Regions from separate parts of the Mus musculus genome. Here all the other regions are linked to region 1. A link is a contact called in public HiChIP or PLAC-seq data. All regions are on one chromosome and are shown on one strand. The core of a region is the stretch at or near the end of the contact, and the rest is flanking DNA. Distances in the headings are between cores, read along the strand shown. Region 1 overlaps Tbl1xr1 (transducin (beta)-like 1X-linked receptor 1). Region 2 has its middle 52 kb from the start of Tbl1xr1. Region 3 has its middle 41 kb from the start of Gm31813.

Region 1 (4,385 bases), core at 1,509-4,008:
TGGTGGCGCACGCCTTTGATCCTAGCACTCAGGAGGCAGAGGCAGGCAGATTTCTGAGTTCGAGGCCAGCCTGGTGTACAGAGTGAGTTCCAGGACAGCCAGGGCTACACAGAGAAACCCTGTCTCGAAAAACCATAAATGAACGAATGAATGAATGAATGAATGAATGCAGTAAATAATCTCACACCAGAAAATTCCAAAGAAAGAACAGATGGATACACATACACACAGAGAGAGAAACACACATGGGCACAGACACAAATCACCACCATCACCACCACCACCAACAACAACAACAGTAGCAGCAACAACAACAAAATAACAAAAATTAACTCTCATTCGTTACTGGTATCTTTCAATATTAATGGTCTTAATTCCCAATAAAAAGACACTAACATATCAATGTAAAAACAGGAACCAGCCTTACCTCAGAGTAAGGGTTAGAAGTTATTTTTAAGCAAATGGACCTATAAAACAAGCTAATATAACCATTACAATATCTAACAAAATAGACTTCATATCAAAGTTAAACAAAAGAGACTGAGAAGGATCTTTCATACTCAAAGGAAATATCAACCAAGATGATTTTTCAATTCTTAACATCTATGCCCCAAACACAAGGGCACCAAAGTTTGTAAAGCAATACTACTAAAGTTTAAATCATACATGTATCCTCACACGGACTTCAATACACCACTCTTAACAATGGACACATAATGCAGACAAAACCTATACAAAGATATCATGAACCAAATGAACCTGATAAATAGTAGCAAAATGTTTCACCCAAACAGAAGAGAATATATACTGTTAGCTTCACACAGACAATTCTCCAAAATTTACCATGTACTTGGTCACAAAGCAACGTTCAGCAGATGCAAAAACACTGAAATAATCCCCTGCATCCCATCAGACCACCACAGATTGAAGCTGGATTTCATCAACAGAAATAGCAAAAGAAACCTTCAAACTCATGGAAACTGAATGATTACTGAGTCAAGGAAGAAAAATAAGAAATAAAGAAACTAAACACATCCTAGAATTCAAGAAAATGAATATACAGCAAACACAAACTTAAGGGATACAATGAAAACAGTTCTAAGAGGAAAATTCATAGCACTAAGTACCTGAATAAAGAAAATGGGGAGATCAAATACTAGCAAATTAACAGCACACAGGAAAGCTAGATTAAAAAAAAAATAAATAAATAAATAAATAAATAAAATAAGAGCAAGCATATCCAAGAGTAATAGCCAAACTTAGGGTTGAAAATTGAAACAAATAGAACAGTTTAAAGAATCAATGAAACAACAACTTAGTTCCTTGACAAAAATCAATAAACCCTTACCAAAACTAAACAAGAGAGAAAGTATCCAAATCAACAAAATTAGAGAAGAGAAGGGGGACATAACAACAGCCACCTAGGAAATGTCAAATCATTTGGTCATACTTTAAAAACTTGTACTCCATAAAATTGGAAAATCTAAAAGAAACAGATAATTTTCTTATTAGATACTACATATTAAAATTAAATCAAGATTAGTTAACAGCTTAAATAGACTTATAACCCCTAAGGATATAGACGCAGTTTTTAAAAGTCCCCCAAACAATCAAAGCTCAGGGCCAGATGGTTTTATCACAGAATTCTACCAAACTTTCAAAGACACACTATGGCCAATACACTTCAAATTATTCCACAACATACAAACATAAAGAATACTTCCAAATTTATTAAGAGGCAAAAGTTATCCTGATAACCAAACCAACCAAAAATTCAAGAAAAAGAAATTTTCCTTATGAGCATAGATGGTAAAATCCTCAATAAAATACTACTCGTACACTGAATACAAGAACAGTTCAAAAACATCATCATCCACAATGATCAAGTAGGCTTCATCCCAGAGATGCATGAATGATTCAACATAGAAAAATTTCTCACTCTAATCCACCATATAAACAAACTGAAAGAAAAGGAAAGACCACATGATCATCTTATTAGATATTGAAAGGTCTTTGACAAAATCTAATAACCCTTCATGATAAAAATTTTAGAGAGACTGGGGATAAAACGGGCATACCTAAATATAAGAAAGGCAATTTACAGTAAGCCAAGCCAAACATTAAGGCTCCAATCTCATACAAACATCAGAGAACAGAAAAGGTCAGATAGGTCCTGATGTAAGATCAATGGGGGATTTCAATGCTTCAAATTCATCTTAGATAGGAGAATCCAGACTGAAAACCAGCAAAGAAAACCAGGAGCTAAACTATAGCATAGTGTGTGCAACCACTACCTACAGCAGAGAGACTCCAACAGAAACAAAAACAGTCTCAACAGCCAAGGAAAACTTAATATAGAGCACATTGCAGACCACAAACCAACTATTACCAAAAGCAAAAGGATCAAATTAACCGCTCTTATCCATCATATCAACATGCAATAAAATTAGAAACTAATTACTAGAAAACTAAAGAAGCTACAGGAATACATGGAGACAGAACAAAACACCCTAAGATGACCACTGAGAACCTCAGTAAAGAAAAGAGCCTCTAGATTATGGACATGAAAGCTAATAAAAGCTAGGTCATGTGAGACAGCTAAGGCAGTTCTAAGAGGACAGTTTTTAGTGAGTGCTTACTTGGGGAGGGGTGTAACCTCCCCCCAGCCAGAAGCAGGCTGAGCCAGACCTGGACCCTGCTGCCACAAAGGAGATTACCAGGGTGGAGCCTTCCTCCCTAGATCACTCTATTGTTCAGCCACTGCTGCTGTTCTCCTTCAAGATTCTGCTACTTGCTGGTAGGCTACACCCTATCCTGCACCTGGGTCGCCTGCAGCTGGGCTCCAAGGATGAATTGGCAGGAATGGGCCTCCTCCCCCTCCCTCCCACTTTATAAGCGCATTTGCCATTAAACATTTGAGCTTTGATCAGGAACCTTGACTTAGCTCCATTTTTCTCTCTTCTGCCTAGTTTCCCTCTTTCAGCTCCGGCCTGCCACTCAGGTGTACCTTGTCCATGTGAGCCGAAATGGAGGGGGATCAAAAATCAACTAACAATGCACTCCAAAGTCCTGGAAAAACAGTAAGAGTAATCCAAAACAAAAACAGAACGGCAGGTGGTAGACGGTGTTAAAAGATTGCACTGGCTGGTTTTGGATGCCTCCAAGAGATCCAACTGTAAGGCATTTTCTCAATTAGTGATCAAGGGAGAAAGGTCCCTTGTGGGTGGGACCATCCCTGGGCTGGTAGTCTTGGGCTCTATAAGAAAGCAAGCAGAGCAAGCCAGGAGAAGCAAGCCAGTAAGTAACATCCCTCCATGGCCTCTGCATCAGCTCCTGCTTCCTGACCTGCTTGAGTTCCAGTCCTGACTTCCTTTGGTGATGGAAGGAAGTGTAAGCAACATGGAAGTGTAAGCTAAATGAACCCTTTCCTCCCCAACTTGCTCCTAGGTCATGATGTTTATGCAGGTATAGAAACCCTGACTAAGAGAAAGATTAAGGCAGAAATCTGTGAAACTAAGTAAGGCTATAAACAACCATACATCCAATCAGTCAAACTGCACTAATTCTTTAAGAGGGGGAAAAAACAAAACAAACAAACAAAACAAACAAACAAAACAAACAAACAAACAAAAACCAAACCACAAATAGCAACAAACTGGCCAGAAGAAAAAAGAAAAAAGAAATATATCTAGTAGTAAAGGGGTGAGGGGTAGGGTTAGTACAGCTTTCAATTTAATAAGCCAATCATTTAGAAATTCTGTAAACATTTATACTCTTAAAAAAAAAAACTACATGGAATGGGTACGTTTCTAACCCGTGTAGTACCTAGGAGAATTAAAATGATATAAGCAACTTAGTATCAGTGCTATTGAAACAAGTAACTGGAAAGCTTCGCAACAAAACAAGTTCTCATTCAGATAGATGTCTGGGCAAATCCCACCCAACTTGTAACTCTGATATACTTTTCCAGGAGAAAAGGGATGGTCAAGTTCAGGATAGACTCTCTCTTGTCAGAGTTCTCCCTTCCTAGCATGTAGGCTCCTCCAACTCATTCTACTACAACAGTGGTACACTGATACCCGTACTGAATAACTACACAGATCAAGCCACAGATAATTTCCCCAACAAACACATATGTAAAAACTCATAAAATTCTTACAAATCAAATTCAAGAATACTTTTTAAGATCACACACCAAAGCTGATTTTACCCTAGAGATGCAGGTTGGTTCAACATACACAAAACTCTAAGTGCAACTCAGCACATAAAAAGAATTAAGGACAAAACTCCTTCATTAAAAAAAAAAAAAAAGCCAAGAATTAGAAGGAGCATATCTCAGCCTAACAAAGGTTGTATACAACAAACTTATGGCCAACATTGTACTA
Region 2 (4,302 bases), core at 102-2,601, 130 kb after region 1:
TAAAGAAGATGTTGGAGGATCACAGAAGTTTCAGGCCAATCAAGGTTGCATAGTGAGGCTGTCATAAATATACACATAATTTATACTGGAAATTGTGATTGCGCTTCTGAAGACGTTTTTGAAATCTCTTATTGTATTGGATGTCTTTGTGTGTCAACTTGACATAAAAGAGTAAATCAGAGAGAATGGAGTTCGGTTGAGGAAATGCCCGTGAGATCCAGTTGTATGCCATTTTCTCAGTTACTGATCAGTAGGGGAGGGACCAGCCCATTGTGAATGGGGCCATCCCTGGGATGGTGGTTCTGGATTCTAAAGAAAGCAGGGTGGGTACTCCATGGGCCATGGGGAGCAAGCCAGTAAGCAGGACTCTCCTCTGTATCAGCGCCTGCATCTAAGTTCCTGCCCTGCTTGAGTTCCTGTCCTGACTTCCTTCAGTGATGAAAGGCAACATGGAAGTGCAAGCTAAGTAAACCTTTTCTTTCCCAAATTGCTCTTTCATCAAGTTGTTTCACTGCAGCAAAAACAAACAGACGACAACAACAACAACAACACAACAAAAACCAAACCAAAACAACAACCCTAGTAGAATACTTATCTTTAATTCTCTTTCCTTTCGGCTGTTGTTGAAAGGAAATATTGTTGTTCTTTGTAGAACCACCAATTTAAACTTATCCGGGACTAGCTTACAAATAAATGAGACTCAGACTATGCGTCTGTGATTCGGCTTTTTGACAATGAATGGGGGAGTAAGCGCTAACCTACTCTTCTAACTCCTGCTCTGGCTTCCTCCCCCAGATGTATTCCAGATGCTTACTGTTTCTCCTGCTTCCGTGCTCTCATTTCTTCTCCTCTCAAGGTGGCCCCCTCCTCTCTCTCCTTTTTCCTTTTCTCCCTCCCCGCCCCCGCCCAGCCCCCAACCTGGGCATTCCAAACCCACCTATCTCTAATCCATTACTCCAGTAATTGGCCGTGACCAATTTTATTTAACCAATAATTTTAAATCAAGGAACAAGGTTTGCACAACAAAAGCTTGGAGAGTGAGACCTTGCCTAGATTTATTTCCAGCACAGAACTTAGCATTACAAGATATAGCAACAGCTCAAACCTCAACAGTTCTTTTTGTGACTTGCTATCTACTTAAATGAATATTAGTGTGCTCTATTTGAGGTTTGCTCGTGTGTGTGTGTGTGTGTGTGTGTGTGTGTGTGTGTGTGTGTGTGTTTTATATGACGGTTTCACGTATCCCGGCTGACCTCAAATTTACTTTGTAGCCAAGGATGACCTTTAACCCCTGATCCTCCCTCCTATACCTCCCACATACCGAGATTGTGGGCGTGGGCCCCATGCTAGGCCTCTTTGCTTTTGTACTTTGGTTTGTCAGATCTAAAGTAGCCTTAAGTTACTGGAGGATTGCATCCAGTAAAACTCTGCATGACAAGTTGAATTCCACAGTGGGATGGGCTATAATGTGAGACTTTCTTTCAAACAAAATAAAATAATATTAATACATTTAAAGTAAAATAGGCTTATTTTAATCAGACTTATATTTTTTGTTTGTTGTTATATTTTAATTTTTATCAGTTCTTTTTTTTTATCTTCAGCTACTACTACTAGCATTTGGAATTTAATGTTTTAAATTTTATATTTAATTGCATTTGTGTACCAGAGGAATTGGATTCCGTAGAGCTGGAGTTATAGATAGCCTGAGAGACAATTGATATGGATATTGGGAACCAACCATAGGTTTTCTGCAAAGAGCAGGAACACTTGTTAGCAGTCCCTTGGGGTTTCTTTTTTTCTTTCTTTCTTTCTTTCTTTCTTTCTTTTTTTTTTTTTTTTTTTTAATGTGGTGTATGTGTGTGTGCACTTACATGTGCGTGCCTGTGTGCTCTCATGTTCAAGGACTCAAAAAGATCACAGGCTACCACTGAGTGTCTTCCTTGGTGGTGAGCCACTTTACTTATTGAGGCAGGGTCTCCTGTTGGACGCAGTGCTCACTAGTCCAGCCAGTCTTTCTAGCCAATTCAGCTACGGATTTCCTGTCTGTGATCCCAAATGCCAGGATTACAGGCAGGTGATGACTTTTACACGGTTGTTCTGGAGATTTGAACTCACCTGACCTGTCTCCCCACACTCCTCTCTGAGTCTCTCCGCACAGCTGACCCCTATCCACTGGACGCAGGCTTGCCCCGCCCCCACTCACAACTACTTGTGACAGTAAAAATGTCATTCTGAATCCCCATTGTCCCCTGACACTCAGCAGGCAGCTTCCTTTCTTGCCCCCATTGTTCCTGTTTCCCTTCTGGTCCCTGCTGCCCTGTCGTCTCCATTTGCTACAGATGCCACACTCCTAAGCTGAATAGTACTTTCCAGTAAGCGCTTGTTCCCAGATAAGATACATCTGGTAAAAAAAATTAGGAATATCAAAGTCTCAGGAACAGTCATAGTGATTGGGAGTCTGAGGGTGCCCCAGCCCTTCAGAGTCCCTCAGCAGAGGGCTAAGGCAGATTTCTGAGACCCTTTCTTGTGGTGTTTGCTTCCTTTCTTTTAGTCCTGGAGCCCTTCCTGTAGTTCACTGCCATTGACCATGCTCTCTGAGCTCCACATTTCTAGACCTAAATCTGTGAAGTTCGTGCAGGCAAAAGGCCAAATGACTTGGGGAGTTGCTTCTTTGCTTCTAATGTCTGGGAGACTGCAACCATCGCTGAAGGAAGCAAGATGGTCATTATCTTGGCCCTTATCTGGTTGTGTTTTGGTGTTGAATTTCCCCCAGGAATAGAAGAGAAAGCTGTCCTTTTCCCATTTGGTTCCCAGGTGCCTCCGCTAGTAAAATCGCTTGCCACATTGAATGCATCTGTGAGACAAATTCATCCTGATTCCTTCGCTTCAAAATGCAAGGCAAGCCAAGCCATGCAGCAGGTGTTTAACCAACAGACACCATTCCGTTCCAACACTGAGGAAAATCAACTGTGGTGAATTCTAAAAAGACATTCTTGTCAAGTGCAGTGTGCTCTTTCCCCATAACTTTTCAAGACTAGTTCTTACCTCTTCCTTTAGTGTTATTATTTTAAACAGGTGGTTTGAGGCTTCAGAAAGATGGCTGTATTGGTTGGGAGACAGATCAAACACACCTTGAAAGGTAGGATCGCTGTTGCAAACAGGCACTGATGGGACCAAAGAAGGGAACCTAGACAGCCTGCTGAGAGCTGTTAAAGAACTGGGGCACCCTCAGACTCCTTACCACTCTAATCGTTCTGGAGACTTCGATATTTCTAATTTTTACCGGATGTGTACTCGCTCCTAACCCTTTCCCCTCCCCCCAGAGCATTCCTGAATGCTTCCATTCCAGAAGGCTTACCGCTCAAGAGGTGAATGGGAGAGCAAGAGCCCAGGGCTGTTTTTCCAGGTGAGCTGGCACTCTACCAGTCCTAGGCTTCCCAGAGCTCACCCCAGAGCACTAGTTCACAGTGCACTGGATTTTAGACACAAAAGGCATGAAGTGACAATGAATTCCCCTTTAGTGGGCATTTTCGATTTTAAACTGAGTCTGCTTATATAATATGTCCTCACCAAAATGTTTATCTGTCTTTTAGGCTATGTGGGTTTTGTTTTTGTGTGCTGTCTATTTCCCTTAAGTTTTCTCTCAATCTATTTCTTAAATTTATAGTCAGGTGATAATATGAAGGTTTTATTTTTAATATGTATAAATTGTAATATATATGTGTATATATATATACATATATATATATATATATATATAATTATATAATTACAATTTCCTTTAAATGTAAGGAACATAACTCAGCAAATAAAAGCACTAGACATGTGAGTCTTACAGTGGAATTCAATTCCCAGAGCCCAGGTTAAACAATAAAAGTGAAACTCTGGCTGTGTTGACCTGTACCTGGACTGCAGCACTCCTGTAACAGGGGTAAGGGCCCCTGGGTAGCCTTTCTGGTGGCACTGTCTTCTTTCCTGGTGTGAGCTAAGTGCAGAGTCAGGGCTGCTTCCTGCTGTTTTGCACGTAGTTCTACCCTGAGAGCAGACACTGCACACTGACTACTGTGATGTTGTTCAGGTTTCAGCTCCAGTATCACCTTGGCAGATCCATTTCCCTGACTGCTGAGGCCCCAGAGCACAGAATGCTTTCTTTGTGGCACTTGGCACCATTTGCGGCTGTATTTCCTGTTACTATAATTATGTGTGTTTTGCTCATTGCTTCTCAGCTAGGCAGAATACCTGATGAAAGTAATGTTGCTTGAACATAGACATTAGAATGATTACAGAGACTTGAGTTGGATT
Region 3 (4,596 bases), core at 1,083-3,582, 150 kb after region 1:
CTCCTGGTCCTCTCTCTTGACCTTTAACCTTTTCACCTTCTTACTCACTCAGTCTGGACTGTTCCAGATGCCTCTGACTGCTCTCTCCCTCATATCTATAAGCGAACCTTTGTCCTCAAACACATGTAGGAGCCAGTCATACTCTCATTGTCATTCACTCAACCGGACTCAGAATCACCTATGTCCTAGGAGACTGTTAAGTGTATGTCTATGAAAAAGCGAAGAAGCTCCCAGCCTGACCGTGGGCAGCTCCATCCCATGGGCTGGAGTCCCGGACGGAATGGAAGAAGGGAAAGGAAGCTGAGCTGACACACCTCTGCATCCCAGACAGCCACTCAGGAGCCGTTCTGCCCAACAATTCTCCCTGCCCGATACACTGAACTTTCTGAAAAAAGGAATCCTCCCCCCCTCCCCTGACACAGCAATAGGCTTTTGCTTTTTGTTTGTTTGTTTGTTTGTTTTCGAGACAGGGTTTCTCTGTATAGTCCTGGCTGTCCTGGAACTCACTTTGTAGACCAGGCTGGCTTCAAACTCAGAAATCTGCCTGCCTCTGCCTCCCAAGTGCTGGAATTAAAGGCGTGCACCACCACCGCCCAACTTTTTTGCTTTGTTTTTGAGAACAGGTCTTACTATATAACTCTATATATACTGGAACTCGCTAGGTTGGTGAGGCTCACCTTGAACTCAAAGAAATCTGCCTGCCTCTGCCTACAAAGGGCTGGCATTAAAGGGGAATGCCAGGGCCAAGAAGTGGGGAGTGGGTGGGTAGGGGAGCAGGGGGGGGGAGAGTATAGGGATAGTATTTGAAATGTATATAAAGAAAATATCTAATAAATAAAATTTAAAACAGCTAGGTCACAGACTCTTACCTATTTTAGAACTCTGTAGGAAGCATTCTAAAATGCTCCCTAAGATTCTGTCCTGTGGCATGCAAGCTCACCACCTGAGAATATTGACAGTGATGGACACAAAGGCCTAGATTTCTGAGGCTCCAGAATGAGATTATAAGTGGCTGTCCTTGGGTGACTGGCAAATGTTGTCCTAGGTGGGTCATACTGAATCAAATCAGCGATTTGCTTAGTTAGTTGGCTGTCTTTGGTTTTTTTGGTTTTGGTCGAATCAGAGTCTCTTAAAGGCCATGTTTGTTTGGAACTTGCTGTGGCCAAGTTTCACTTGAAAGACCTTGGACTCTGGATCTGTGTGGCCATGTCTTCTCTGGAGTGCTAAGATAACAAGTATCTTTTGCTTTGTTTTTTTTTGTCTGTTTTGTTTTGTTTTGTTTTAAGATAAGATCTTTCTATGTAGCTCAAACTGGCTTCAGGCAGATCTTCCTGTCTCAGCCTCTTGAATACTGGGGTTTCAATTGTGTACCTCACTTCTAGCCAAATAATAACTGCCTCTCTCTCTCCCTCTCCTTTTCCCACTCCCTCTGTTATTCATGTATATAATGTATGCATAGGAATGCATGAATGTGTGCCTCTGGGTATACATGTAGAGGTGAGAGCAAGATGTTCAGTGTCTTCCTATAGTTTTTTACAGGAAACATTTTAGCAAAGCTGGCTGGCTCTTGGAATTTGCTTGTCTGGGCCCTTCCAATGCCAGAGTTAAGTGCAAGAACTCTTACCCACTGGGCCATTCCCCCAGCTCCTAAATGAGCTCTTTAGAAAGTGAAGCATCCATGAAATGCTCTTGGGCTGGAAGATAAGCACACAGTTGAAAGAAAGCCAGGACTTAGCCCTCTGCCAAAGGAACAGGATTTGACTGACATTCAGAGAGAGCTTAGAAGAAAGCTTGACCCTGAATGCAGCTTGCCTGATGCCTAACTGCAGCCTTGTGAGGTCTTAAGCGTATGTTCCAATGTGCTCTCCCAGCCTCCCAGCAACCTGACTCTAAGTAGGAGGTGATACTTGCGTATTTATTGCTTTAGCCACTGGAGTTGGTGATAATTCTGTACACACAATAGAAAATGATTTCAGAGAAGTTTGGATCCATCAGTGAGATAGTTTCTAGTGGCATAAAGATGCTGTAAGACTCTGTCAAGCCTTAGCTTACTGACGACCCCCCTGGGTGAACCACGTGGAGCTGGAATCGATGCAAAAGCAAGAGGAATATTATTTAATTCAGCATGCTGGGGGTCACCCTGCACATAGGACGAGAACGATCCCACGCAGCCCATCCAGTGAGCCTTTATACAGTTCTCAGGGCCACTGCCATTAAGCACAATATGATTGGCAGAACAGTGTGATTTTTAAACTGATTGGTCTATAGGGAATGAGGTGGCCAACGGTCTCAGAATGTGTCTACAAGCTCTGGTGGTTGGTCCCTCCTCTCCGTGGTCTGAGGAATGTAATTAGTCCCTCCCTTCCAGAGGGGAGTGGTGCCTATGTTCTTTATGGCCTTTCTCTTCCAGGAGGGGCGGGGTCCGTTGGAATTTTCTAACTTCTGAGCTGACCTCTTCAATGCCTCTTCAAATCTATTTATTTATCGGAAGTAGAGACATTAAATCTTTTAAAAGTGTTTTTATTTTATGTGTATGAATGTTTGCGTATATGTATGTATGCACAAGGTGTGTGTGCCACAAAGGCTAGCAGTAGGCATTGGATACTCAAGGATTGTAATTATAGATGGTGTGAATGTTCCTGGGGTTACTGGAAACTGAACTCAGGTCCTTTACAAAAATAGTAAGTGCTCTTAACTACTTAGCCATCACTCCTGTCCCTAGAGACATTTTAAAAAATAGGGACACAAAAGAAGTATTTATGCAGTAATGTATTCACAAGCCTACTGAATTCTTCTTGTTTTTAAGTATAGGATTCTTATGCTCTGACCAGTGATTAAAAGAAAGAATCAAAGCCTAGACTAAAATCTAGGCTAGTCAGTCCCACAACCTGCCTCCAGGTCCTAGTATCTGTTACAAAGCTTGGACAGAACTGATACATTTTCAATAGTCGCTCATATCAAATATGTGTAACTTTGTTTTAATGGCAGTGGACCGCAGGGCCTTGAGATGCTAGGAAACACTCCACTGTTAATCTATACCCTCATTCCCCTTTTTACTTTGTACACTTGGAGACAGATTCTCACTTACTTGCCCAGACTGACCTTGAACTCAGACTGTAGTCAAGACAGGCCCTGAATTTGTAATTCTCCTGCCTGTTGAATAGCTGAGATTACAGGCTTGTGCCTGACCTGGCAAAAGTCTCATTCTTGATATTTTTTGTACTTTTTTTTTTTTTTGGTCTTGTGTTGGCTTTTTCTCCCTTTTCATGTTTTTATTAATTATGTGCAATTCTGTATTTTGTTATGACATTTGTTTATTATACCCACCGATCATTACCCTCTGATGTCCCCTTCCCACATATGATGATCTCTGTTCTCCTAGGCCTCTTTTATTTTCATGCCCTCTTTCCTTTCTGTGTTTCTTAATAAGTTTAGCTAGGGTTGCTTATAGGAGCACGAGCATTATACTATTCATCATTGAAGCCTAGCCTTCTCTCCCTTAGCAACCATTTCCTGCCTCAGGAAAAAGCAGATTGTCATGAATCCCTTCCACTTCCATGACAGGATCATAATAGGGCCAATCTTGTGCAGATTTTATTCAGATAATCCCAGCCACTATGAGTTCCGAAGTGACATGACCAAGTCATTTCCAGAGGGCAGGGTCCCACAACACTTCACTCCTTCCTCAAGTTCTTAGCTTCTTTTTACTCTCCTTTCTGCAAAGTTCTGAGCTGTGAAAAGGCTGGTATAAATATTCTGTTTATGGCTGGGTATTCAACAAACAACCTTTGACTATGAATCTCTCCATTAAGTGCAGCCCATTGTAAAAAGAAGTTTCTCTGATGAAAGCTAAGAGCAACAGTAATCTATAGGCATACAAGCTATTATTCAGAAGGTAACACAATGAGCACGTTATAGCCATTTAGCAGAACCACAGCTATAGTTTCTCTATATGAGTTTGTGTCATTCCCCACCCCACAGCCATCTCTTTGACCAGTTTTACAGTATCAGAAACGGATGGATTCCTTTCTAGGCAGTGGCCTCTGTTTCAATCAGAAAGTGGCTAGATTCCCCCAACAGAACTGCTTCTAGGGCTTGATCTCTATCTTGGAGATCCTCTTAACCATGCTGGAGCTCTGTCGGTCCATGAATGGGTGATCTTCTTGCCTCAGCTACCCAAGTGCTCCAGGATTGCAGGAACACACTGGTAACAGCTCGCTTTCTGCTTTCTTCAACATCTTCAGTTCAGAGGCTCCTCTGGTTTCCATTATAAAACCTAAGACCCATGCCCTTGAGTGCACATGATCCTGAGCACAGAGCTCTCATGAAAAAACAAAGCTAAATAAAACAATAAAACAGAATATTTTATGTACTTGACAATATCTAAGGGAAAATCATATATGCATGCTGGGGGAGGGCAAATTAGTTTTACTGAAAGAAGTGAAAAATGGATGTTTTTGTCTTTTAAGGTAGCTAAATCATAGTTTTGAAGGACTGATCTACTTCACCAACAGATTATTTTATTTCAGATGCTGTTTAAAATACCTAATGGCTGGATGGCAGAGGGTTTAGCCATGTTTTGTAGGCCTAACCCAA

What was found. HiChIP or PLAC-seq counts read pairs in DNA pulled down with a chosen protein or histone mark.
Region 2: a contact with region 1 is called in an H3K27ac HiChIP or PLAC-seq map of embryonic stem cells, with 8 read pairs. The contact joins two enhancer-like sites. A contact is called at or near these places in 1 of 484 Hi-C or Micro-C datasets (embryonic stem cells), 3 of 115 datasets of contacts at active chromatin or transcription factors (embryonic stem cells and microglia) and 1 of 9 other capture datasets (liver).
Region 3: a contact with region 1 is called in an H3K27ac HiChIP or PLAC-seq map of embryonic stem cells, with 7 read pairs. The contact joins two enhancer-like sites. A contact is called at or near these places in 10 of 484 Hi-C or Micro-C datasets (the Ba/F3 cell line, the C10 cell line, the G1E-ER4 cell line and 5 more), 3 of 115 datasets of contacts at active chromatin or transcription factors (CD8 T cells, embryonic stem cells and microglia) and 1 of 9 other capture datasets (liver).

The regions. Positions count from the first base shown.
Region 1 is chr3:22,154,969-22,159,353 of GRCm38.p6, reverse strand. All of the region lies in intron 2 of Tbl1xr1 (transducin (beta)-like 1X-linked receptor 1), which reads right to left. Among named protein-coding and RNA genes, the nearest start is that of Tbl1xr1, 81 kb to the right of the region's middle. Within about 2 kb of position 2,758, at least 26 of the 459 cell types and tissues checked have an H3K27ac peak or open chromatin away from gene starts, as enhancers often do. A contact at or near this core is called in embryonic stem cells, where this site is marked.
Region 2 is chr3:22,022,335-22,026,636 of GRCm38.p6, reverse strand. No RefSeq gene overlaps it. Among named protein-coding and RNA genes, the nearest start is that of Tbl1xr1, 52 kb to the left of the region's middle. Within about 2 kb of position 1,351, at least 43 of the 459 cell types and tissues checked have an H3K27ac peak or open chromatin away from gene starts, as enhancers often do. A contact at or near this core is called in embryonic stem cells, where this site is marked.
Region 3 is chr3:22,003,412-22,008,007 of GRCm38.p6, reverse strand. No RefSeq gene overlaps it. Among named protein-coding and RNA genes, the nearest start is that of Gm31813, 41 kb to the right of the region's middle. Within about 2 kb of position 2,332, at least 21 of the 459 cell types and tissues checked have an H3K27ac peak or open chromatin away from gene starts, as enhancers often do. A contact at or near this core is called in embryonic stem cells, where this site is marked.